2 separate regions of the Mus musculus genome follow, and region 2 is linked to region 1. A link is a contact called in public promoter capture Hi-C data. All regions are on one chromosome and are shown on one strand. Each heading gives the region's core, a stretch centred on a gene start, on an enhancer-like site or on the middle of the called end of the contact. The rest is flanking DNA. Distances are from core to core; before and after follow the strand shown. Region 1 holds the start of Dbndd2 (dysbindin (dystrobrevin binding protein 1) domain containing 2). Region 2 holds the start of Trp53rka (transformation related protein 53 regulating kinase A).

Evidence for each region. Promoter capture Hi-C pulls out the DNA fragments that hold promoters and counts their contacts.
Region 2: a promoter capture Hi-C map of liver shows a contact between it and region 1, with 3 times the contacts expected there. The contact joins the promoter of Trp53rka here to the promoter of Dbndd2 in region 1. A contact is called at or near these places in 2 of 39 promoter capture datasets (both in liver).

Annotation. Positions count from the first base shown.
Region 1 is chr2:164,484,872-164,489,967 of GRCm38.p6, reverse strand. It overlaps Dbndd2 (dysbindin (dystrobrevin binding protein 1) domain containing 2), which reads right to left and starts at 3,513. Exons shown (of 4, transcript NM_026797.2): 1 at 3,281-3,513; 2 at 1,580-1,726; 3 at 1,263-1,400. The coding sequence starts at 1,718.
Region 2 is chr2:165,490,419-165,495,423 of GRCm38.p6, reverse strand. Trp53rka (transformation related protein 53 regulating kinase A) reads left to right here and starts at 2,110. Exons shown (of 2, transcript NM_001007581.1): 1 at 2,110-2,377; 2 at 3,713-5,005. The coding sequence starts at 2,122. The coding sequence ends at 4,191.

The DNA of each region.
Region 1 (5,096 bases), core at 2,264-4,763:
GTGTCAAAATCTGAAAGTCCAGACTCCTTCTCATTTCTTCCTGGAGAGCTTTAGGGAAGCCATTTTCCCTACCAAGGACTCTACTCTTCCTGGGAAAGGGATACCTGGATTTCTAAGTTCTTAGGGTAAAATCCTAAGAATGTGTATCAAATGTCTGAGCGGCCATGAGGAAATAAGAGCTATTTGGTTTTTTACACTGGGCCTTGCTCTGTAGCTGGCTTTAAGCTTGTGATCCTCCCCCCTGCCTCTGTTTCCCGAGGGCTTTTATCAGAAGGAGCGACAGATCTAAGGAGCAGCTTAAAATAAGAGTATGAGTCTAACTTGGTAAGCATTCAGGGTCTGGAGCCAGGCAGAGGGTTTGAATATCAGCATTCTACTTCCTGCCTATGTGACTGAACTTCTCTGAGCCTCATTTTCTTTTACTTCTTTTTTATTTTTTTCAGTGCTAAAATCAAACTCAAGAGTACTTGCCAGGCAAGCATATTGTGTAAACTGTGCTTCTAAACTCATACCTAGCCCGTAGCTTCTTTAGGAAATGAAGAGCCTACTCCCTACCTTGACAGAACATTAGGGTCAAGAGAAAACATGTGAAGTACTTTAGCACAGTATTAAGACCCTAGTAAATTATTCAGTAAAAATTAATATTATAGGGTCTGGAGAAATGAGTCAGCAATTAAGAGCACCAGCTGCTCTTCCAAAGGACCTGAGTTCAAATCCCAGCACCTACATGGCAGCTTGTAACTGTCTGTAACTCCAAGATCCAATACCCTCACACAGACATACATGCAGGCAGAACACCAATGCACATAAAATAAAAATAAGTTATTAAAATAACTAATATTATAGCCATACATGGTGGTACACACCTTTAATCCCAGCATGCTGGGAGGCAGAGGCAGGTGGATCTCTATGAGTTCAAGCATAGTCAGGGCTACACAGAGAAAGATTGTCTCGAAAAACAAACAGACAAGCAAAAAACCAAAAATATTTGATAGTAATTATGTTAATTCCACAAATATAAAAATTTAAAAGCTAAACTAGCTAGCCATTGCTAGAACTTTGACTGAGGAATCCATACCTCAGTTGCCCCTTAGAGTCAACTTCCCTAAATGAGAGCAGCCAACTGTTTCTCTAGCAAAAACACATACTTCCAACTTCTACTTAAGATTTTTCCCTGGCTCAGACCTACAACCTCTTTCTTTTCTGGCCCAAATATCCAGCTCTGGCCAAATGGTACCCAGATTCCAAAGCAGAGGACATACCAGACATCTGGGGAGCTGGCGAGGACTCCTCACAAGGCAAGAACACATCTGCTCCATCCTGATCCGCAAGATCAATAAACTCCACTTGCTCCAGTGTGTCCACATTCACTTCCATAGACGAGATGCTACCTATGGGGGCTGCACACAAGGGAGGAGAGCAAACAGACCAGGCTAGAGCTGAGAGATGGTCACATGTACATGCAAGACCCCAAATTGGGCCTCAAAAACAGGAAGGGAGCTGGTTCCCAAGATCTGAGAGCCACAAGGACACCTTTCCCAACCTAGCCCAATTCCATTCCTCAGAAATTGAAACTTACGTCTTTGTGACTCCAGGTGCAGATGGGACAGGGGGAAGACAAACTCTGTCTCTGGCTGTAAAATGTCCTCAAAGAACTTCTGCCTCTCCCGGAGCCGCAGCTGTTGGCGCTCCAGGGCTGCTCTCGGATTTGGGTCCATGTCAGCCCCTGTGCGGGAATAGGGTAAGGCAAGCACAGATGTGGGGATGAGAAAGAACGCAGTGGGGGCCTAGGCATAAGGAGCCCCTTGACAGCTGGCATCCCAGCAGCACAGCCTCGCTTCCAGTCTGGACAGCTCTGGCCTCAGCAGCCTCTTTCGCGAGGCGAGGCTGGCCCTGGTTCCACAAAGGGGATGTCAGTTCCAGGCACCGCAAGAGCCTGTCGTTAATGAAGGCTGCCAATGCTGGCTAACTGCCTACATGCCCTCTGAGAGACTGGAAGGAGCTGGCCATTTGATGGACTCAGCTCCCCTCTGAAGGCCAGGGAAGAACAGGGCGAGATGGATGAAGTGTAGGGCGCTATACCTCTGGTTCTTCCCAGTCCTTACAAAACCCAAAGACTATAGCTAAGTCAATAATACTCCATGCTTCCTGTCCCCCAAAACACACACATACCACCACTACCACCACCACCGCCACCACAATCCTCATCACCTCCAAACACTTTCTCTGGGGGCAAAGACCTAACTTCCTGACTTGCCTCTGCCTCTTTCTGGCCCCAGGGGTCCCACCTGAAGGTATCATCCTACCTACCTCAAACACTATCTGACAATATACTTCGTGAAGGAGGGCTGTTTGTAGAGAACTGAGCACCTGTCCTCTGAACTCTCACAGTTGTCCCCTCCTCTCACACATGTTTGGCTTATTTCCCAAGTTAGTAAGTACCAACTAGAAGGGTGGGGACTGAGTACAGTTCAGACCAGGTGTCGAGATTGCCAATACCGAGTTTTGCAGGACACCAGAGCTCTGGGGCCAGCCCTGTGCATTCATCCCCGTTCCTGGTACACTACTGAACCCATGCATCACAGGGAACAGGGGAAGCTCTAGGGTGAGGACCACGCTGTCATCCTCCAATAAACCTCAGCTGGCCACAGTGTAATCACAGCGCGTGGCCAGGTCCTCGAGTACTGGGGTAGCTCAGGAGGGACCCGAAACTAATGATAGAGGCAAGGCCAAGTCAGTGCCTGGAGCTGATGTGGCTGCCAGAGAAGGGAGAAGGGAGCAGCAGACGAGGACTCCAGAAAGGCTCTTAGAGCTGCCGCCCAGGTCACAACGCTAAAAATACCCAGGGCCCCAGGGGCGGTCTGCGGAGAGGAGAGGGGAGGCGAGCTCGCGAGGGAGCTGCCGCTGACCCGGGGCCACCCGGACGCCTCTCTTTTCCCCTCCCCCTGACGTTGTGGTCTTACCAGGCTGAAGGGACTGTCCACAGGGGGGCTGCGGAGCCAATTCCCAGAGCTAGGTAGTTGTTTACACGACCATAGGTACTGGGAAGAGTAGGGATTTGGAGACGGGAGGCTGACACCGGGAAGGAACCAGGGAAATGGAGAACGAACGCCCTCTGTCCCGGCCCCACCCGCGCCTGAGGAGGCAAGAGGCAAAGAATTCCCTAAAAGGGGACTGGCGCGTGGGCGAAGACGGGGCGGGCGGAGGAGGGCACCCCAAGTTCCCGTGCTGCGGGGGCCCAGTTCGCCGCACCTGAGCCCAACCCCGCATTCCCCCCTACCTGCAGCGCCCGCGCCCCGCTGGCTCCCTGGGTGCGCTCCCGACAAGCGGCGGCGGGGGCGTGGGAGCGAGCAGCGCCGGCCGGGTGGGGCTAAGCCTGCGGGGTTCCCTGGGGACCGGCGGCCCTGGGAGCCGGGAACGAGGAAGAGGCGGGAGGCGGAAGTGGGGGCGGGGCGGGCACTCGGGGCTGGCGGCGGAGGACAGCTCCTCTAAACGCCGGGACCCGGACTTGCGGGGCAGGCGAAAAGTTCCCGCACGCATCCCTCCTCGCTCCGCCCGCGCGAGGCTGCGCGCACCCCGAGGCACTTGCGGCACCCCCGCCCGGCGCACAGCTGCTGCGGGCACACGCGCCGGCTCCGGCCCACGCACACTTGATGCTCTCCGACTCCAGAGCAGCGCCCACGCAACGACCACGCGCACGCGCTCGCTGCCCGCCTCACCGCACCTCGATCACCCTGGCCACGGTTACGCGCACACTTCTCCAGAAGGTGCGAGATGGGGAAGCAGGGTCAGCTGCTGCCCAGCGAGTCAAGTGCATGGACCTTGGATTCCCTCAGCTGGCCTAAGGACCACACAGAGCCGTCGCCCTACGGGTCAGCGCACTGGGCGAGTCAGGGCTGGAGGGGATGCGCCGCACCCTACACGCCGGCAAGGAGCCAACACCTCGAGGTGCTCTAGAGATGCCAGACGTCCAGCCAGGCGTAGGTGGGCGGCCCAGTCGGAAACAGCCCCCTTTCAGCGTCTCCTGGCTCAAACCAGGGCTAGGAGTGTCCAGTATAGCAACCCCTGGATGAAGGCTCTGTCGCCTCCCTCCCCATGCCCTTGTCTGGGCTCTGAATACAGCGTGAGGATGAGCCATGACTGGTGTGTGTGTGTGTGTGTGTGTGTGTGTGTGTGTGTTTCCATTAGAAATCTGTGTCGGGGCCAAGCTACCAGGAAACCATCCTTGTCATCTCCCTCCCCTTTGAGACCCACATTAAAATACACCTCCATTTCACATCATTTCTGTTCCCACTCTGGCTCAGCCTCCCACAGTAGTAGCCTCCTTCAGAGTTTCCTGCGCCCTCTCTTGCCTAACTACATTCTGCACACAGGACAGCTCGAGAGCACACGTCTCATGTTTTAATGTCCTTTGTTATAATAAAATCTACGCTCTGGTATTTTAAGTCTCATTTCCCCTCCCCTCCCCTCCCCTCCCCTCCCCTCCCCTCCCCTCCCCTTCCCACAAGGTTTCTTTGCATAGCCCTGCTGTCCTGGTACTTGCTCTGTAGACCAGGTTAGCCTCAAAATCCAAGAGGACCCAGATCCCCCTGCCTTTGCCTCCTGACTGTGTCCCTATGCCCAGCTTCAAGTGATCTTGAAAAGCAGGGAAGCGGGAGGGTGTGTGCAAAGGGTTTTGGGTATGAGAAACACGCACATCTGGGTTTCCCCACAGGGGGACAGTACTCCAGCAATGCCTGAGGCATGGACTCTTCTGTATGGCTAGGCTGAGAACAGCCCTGTGAAGTAAGCATAGCACGCTCCCTTCTCACTCATCCAGAAGGGTGCACTAGCCTGTGGGAGGCAATGAATGCCGAGGTTAAGATTACAGCCAGACCCCTTCGGGAGCTGTAAACCACTGCAGCTCCTAACCAGCTCCTAACCCTTCTCTGACTCTTGATCCTGCCTACTAACTAGGGCTAATTAACCCCTCTCTCGTAGTGTAGGACTTGAGACACACTGGAAATGCTCCATCAACCTTAGCTCTCTTGGTTGGGATGGGTTCTGAGAAAGGGGAAGACTGCATTCTACTATGGACTTACGCATGGGAGGGGGCC
Region 2 (5,005 bases), core at 861-3,360, 1.0 Mb before region 1:
GACATCCCTCTTCCTGGATAAAATTTCCATATTCTTAGGACCCCTCCCCATTATAGAAGACACTGGCTCTCTGCATTGGCTCTTGTTCTCAGCAGAACACTTGCTGTTTCTCGAGGAACATAGCTGGCCAGCCCACTTCTCACCGGTAGCCGGGAATCCCTACCAAATTCCCTTCTGATATTTCTTGGGATGGAGCCTGGAATATATGACTTTACAGTCAAACTTGCACTTTATACTACCTGCCCCTGGAAATAGCAAAATAAAGAGGGTCCCTGCCACCCACCCTTAGTCACCAGCTTCCTGCTCTCCCGCCAAGTTACAGGGGCCAGTTGTGGACCAGCCTGTCTCTCATCTCTCCAGTCAACTCATTTACTCATTCAGTGCTTTAAGGTTTCCACCCACATCTCTAACGACCTTTTCAGCACTCAGGTAGACAAGAAACTGTCAATTCCACTTCCCCATTTGGTTGTTTAAAAAAAGTCTCACACACACACACACTCATGAAATATTTTTAAAAGGTCAAAATTTGAATCTAAACGTCCCTACCCTCAACCCCCCAGTCTCACTTAGTATCAGGCTTGCAGTCTCCTGTCTGAGCATCTGAGCACTGCACAGCCTCTGAGTGTTGGGATCACACATATGCACCATCCCTAAGACACTCTAGGCCAGTACCCACCTCTTTGGTGCTGAGGGAGAGATGGAAGCAATACAATCCCTGCCTTGTGAGTAGCTACACAGCAGGAGGGTGGGGGGCTCTGTGTGATGGGAACCACTCTAGCAGGGTAAAGTGTGTTGGGGGGTGGGTGGGTCATCAATCAAGCAGTTGAACGGCCAAAACCAAAGGGAATCTGAAACAGGTCTGGAAAGTAGAAAACCAGGGCTGATAACAGTTGAACTCACTCTCCTCATAGAGGCTAGGAAGGGCTTGTCTGGGGAAGTGACCCTGCAGTGGAGAATAACCTGCAGCTCTAGGTGATATGGAGCTGGACAAACATTTCCCTGCAGAGGAAATAGCAGGTGCAAAGGCTCTGTGCCGAGGGAGCATCATGGAGGATGGGTGGGGATTCTGGAGAGGGGAGGGTTTATAAGGGATGCAGGAGTCCATGGGCCCAGTTAAGGTTTAGGTCTTTCTTCTTAGCACAGTAGGGAGACACTGAAAGGTTTGAAGCCGCTTTAAAGAGCTAAACTCAGCCTGACTTAGCAAGCCTGGCTTTGGTCAGCACCTTTGCACAGTTAGATTTCTAAGGCAAGGGTTCAGATGGGTTTGGTTACCATAGAGACGGCTGGGTGGACACAAACAATTATGATAATGAAGCTACAGACTTGAGCACTGGGGGATATAAACGAACCGGGTTCTGGGTGCGCTTTGCTGGAAAACACATTTTGCCCACACAAAGGGTCTGATTATGAAAAGGGACCTGCCATGAATATGAACGAAACCCAGGGACCACAGAGCCAAGATGCTGGTGCCATAGCAACCCGGGACTCAAGGGCTTCTCTTCTGTATTTTCAACAGAGCCCCAAGGAGCGTGGGGCAGGGACAAGGGGGTCAAAGGCCATGTGAAGAGAGCCCTGTCCACCGGCACCGCGTAATCAGCCTCTTAATTCTGATAAGCCCTCACCCTAGCAGAACCAGGCAGCCTCATTCTGTAGTTGAAGATACCGGATCTGAGAGGGATGGTGCTGGCTGCTGACAGGCTGGTGCCAGGCATCAGGTGGCGTCTCCGGATAGAAAGCTTCGCCTAGTCCCTGCCTCCTTCCCGGCTTAGAGCATGTTTCCATAGACTGAAGTGGGACACGAGTTCAAAGCTAATCTGAGCTACACCGTGAGACTCTGTCTCAAAAAAAAAAAAAAAAAAAAAAAGGTCCCAAAGCCGGAGCATCACCGTGATGAAGAGTGAGAAGCTGTTGGCCTAAAGTTGCTGAGCGCTCACGAAGACAGACAGGGAAGGGCCAAGTCTACAGGTCCTAGAGGCTCCGCTGAGCGCGGAAAGGTCGCGAGGCGGAACCAAACTAGCAGGGTGAAGTGTGTTGTGTGGGGCGGTGTTAATGGCGGAAGAGGCCGGAGGATTTCCGAAGCGAGCGGAAGCGGCGCGGTCAGGGTCGGAAGGAGTCGGAGGCATGGCTGGCACGTCCTCGGAGGCGGAGGCCGAGGCGCTGGCCGCTGCGCGCGAGCGGAGCCGCCTCTTCCTGAGCGGCCTAGAGCTGGTGCAGCAGGGCGCCGAGGCGCGCGTCTTCCGTGGCCGCTTCCAGGGCCGCGCGGCCGTGGTGAAGCACCGCTTCCCGAAGAGCTACCGGCACCCGGAGCTGGAGGCGCGGCTCGGCCGGCGGCGGACAGTGCAGGAGGCGCGCGCGCTGCTCCGCTGCCGCCGTGCGGGTGAGGGGGGCCGGACGGGGCTCCGGGAGACGGGACAGACAGGGCTGCGGGAGACCAGTGGGACGTGAGAGACGGGGCTCCGATTTCTAGGGGACAGGATCAGATGGCAATGCTTAAGGACTCAAGGCGACAGTCAGGACGCCATTCTGTTTGGTTCGCGGGGCTTGTTTAGCGCTCGGGTCCCTCCGTTTCTCATTTCTCTGTTTCTGCTTACCGTCCTTCCCTCTCCATTTGGTGGTCTTAAGCAGTAGGTGTCCTGACAGGCGGGTGGCAGGAGCCGGGCTCTGTGGATTCACATTCTCCCTGCATTGTCTCCCTCGTAGCCATTCAGCGAGTCGTCTAGCCCAGTTACCTTGTATGTCACCGGAATCTCAGGGATATTGTGGTCATTAAAGAAGGCATATGCATCACATGTTCTTATGCTGACATAGTTCAGTAAATGTTTGATTTCATTAAATTGTTATTCTTTTCTTTAAAAAACATCCACACCCCCACAAAACAACAACAACAACAACAACATTACTCCAGAGAAAATGAGACTCAAAGAGGGGAAGTGCCTGAGGTTCCACAGCTACCAGGCAGCCTGTCTGTGGCCCAGAACCACCGAGCCTTTGCTATTTTTCTCTTTAATGGTTTTTAGGTGCCCACTGCCAGGACATTGATAGGTGCCAGGAGCCAGGGGAAATGCAGAAGTGAACAGGCCTGTGCTTTTCTGCCCTAGAGGGGCAATGGAGTTATAAAGAAGTGTTCATATATTCTCCTTTACCTTTTGTAAGTTTTATCAGACATGGGTGGGGGCTACCTTGGTACCCCAGTTTCTAGGAAACTGTTCTGAACTTGGTTGACATTCAGGAGAGACTCCTGGTGTTAACTGGAGGTTTTGTTACCACTTTACAGTTGTGGAGACTGAGGCATAGAGTAGCTAAGGGAACCTTGAGGTTTCACGCCTAATAAGGGATCTGAACCTGCCTGTTCCAGAGCACAGATGAGCCTGTAAGGTGACACCCTGCTTAGCCACTTGCCTGGTGACTGTCAGGTAGAAACTGCCCAGACTGCAGGATGCTTTCCTTCTGGCTTCTTGTTTTGTTTGTTTTTAGGGAGCAGCAATGAATTCCAGTCCTCAGGTGGCTTGAGAAAGGAGGAGCAAGCCTTGATACTTCCAGACTTACCCTGGCCTGGTCTCAGGCCGTAGTCCTGCAGGGCTTTAACAGGGCAAGCTCTGGATAAATTGTATCATTTTCCACAGTAGTCTAAACCCTGTTCCAAAGCTGTCTGCCTGTGCATGAAGCTGGCCTTCATGAAGATGCGTTCCCTAACCACGTGTGTCCATTGCAGGGATAGCTGCCCCAGTCGTCTTCTTTGTGGACTATGCGTCTAACTGCTTATATATGGAAGAAATCGAAGACTCGGTGACTGTTCGGGATTATATCCAATCCACTATGGAGACTGAAAAGGACCCCCAGTGCCTCTTGGACCTGGCCAGGAGGATGGGGCAGGTTCTGGCCGGAATGCACGACCAAGACCTCATTCACGGGGACCTCACCACCTCCAACATGCTCCTGAGGCGGCCCCTGGCGCAGCTGCACATCGTGCTCATCGACTTTGGGCTGAGCTTTGTCTCAGGACTGCCGGAAGATAAAGGCGTCGACCTCTATGTCCTGGAGAAGGCCTTCCTCAGCACGCACCCCCACACCGAGACCGTGTTTGAAGCCTTTCTGAAGAGTTACGGGGCCTCGACCCAGAAGTCCAGTCCAGTGCTGAAGAAGTTAGATGAGGTGCGCCTGAGAGGGCGAAAGCGGTCCATGGTCGGGTAGTGGAGCTGTGGTGAACTGGCTCACGGTGAAGGATGATGTAGACGAGGCTGGACCCCTCAGCAAAGCATGGGTTGTTAAGTGGTCTGTGATCGTGCTGGGCCACCACCATCCATGGCTCACTGTTCTCAGGGGCTTCATGTACATGAGGTTTATTCTAGGCAGAGCTGGGTGGGTAGCCTGGGCTGGCTTCAAACTATGTAGTTGAGGATAACATTGAACTTCTGGTGTTCCTGTATCCGTTGGAGTATCGATGTGTGCTGTCACATCTGGTTTCTTTGGTGCCTTGGGCTTGCTAGTCAAGCACTCTACCAACTGAGCTGCATCCCAGCCCTAGACCTGGCTGTTCCAGATCACCAAGCTTTCCCAGACAGTGGCTGTGGAGCTCATGCAGAGCAGGCAGCCTTGAGCTGAGACACCCTGGAAGGACAAGGCAGGGACTCAGTTTGGGATGCAGTTTTTTGTCTGCCTTTTACTCTGGTCGGGTATTTGTTATATGTATGAAGACTGTGCTCGAGGCTAGTTCAGTGGATGTAAACTCCACTTTGAGAAAGCAGAACAGGCTCCGACTGGGATGCAGTGGACTGCTCCGTGGAGCTTGTTCCAAGTGTGGATTCCTACGTGGGTGTCTGGAGTTTGATATAAAGGATGTTTTTGAGGGGCTGGAGAGGTGGCCTGGATCTAGGAGTACTTGCTCTTCCAAAGGACTCCAGTGTGGTTTCCAGCACCCAGCTGAGGGACCCAGTGCTGCCTCCGCCTGCTCAGGAGCCTGCACCTATGTGCTCATGTCCTCCCCCACTCCCCCCCCCCTCCTGAA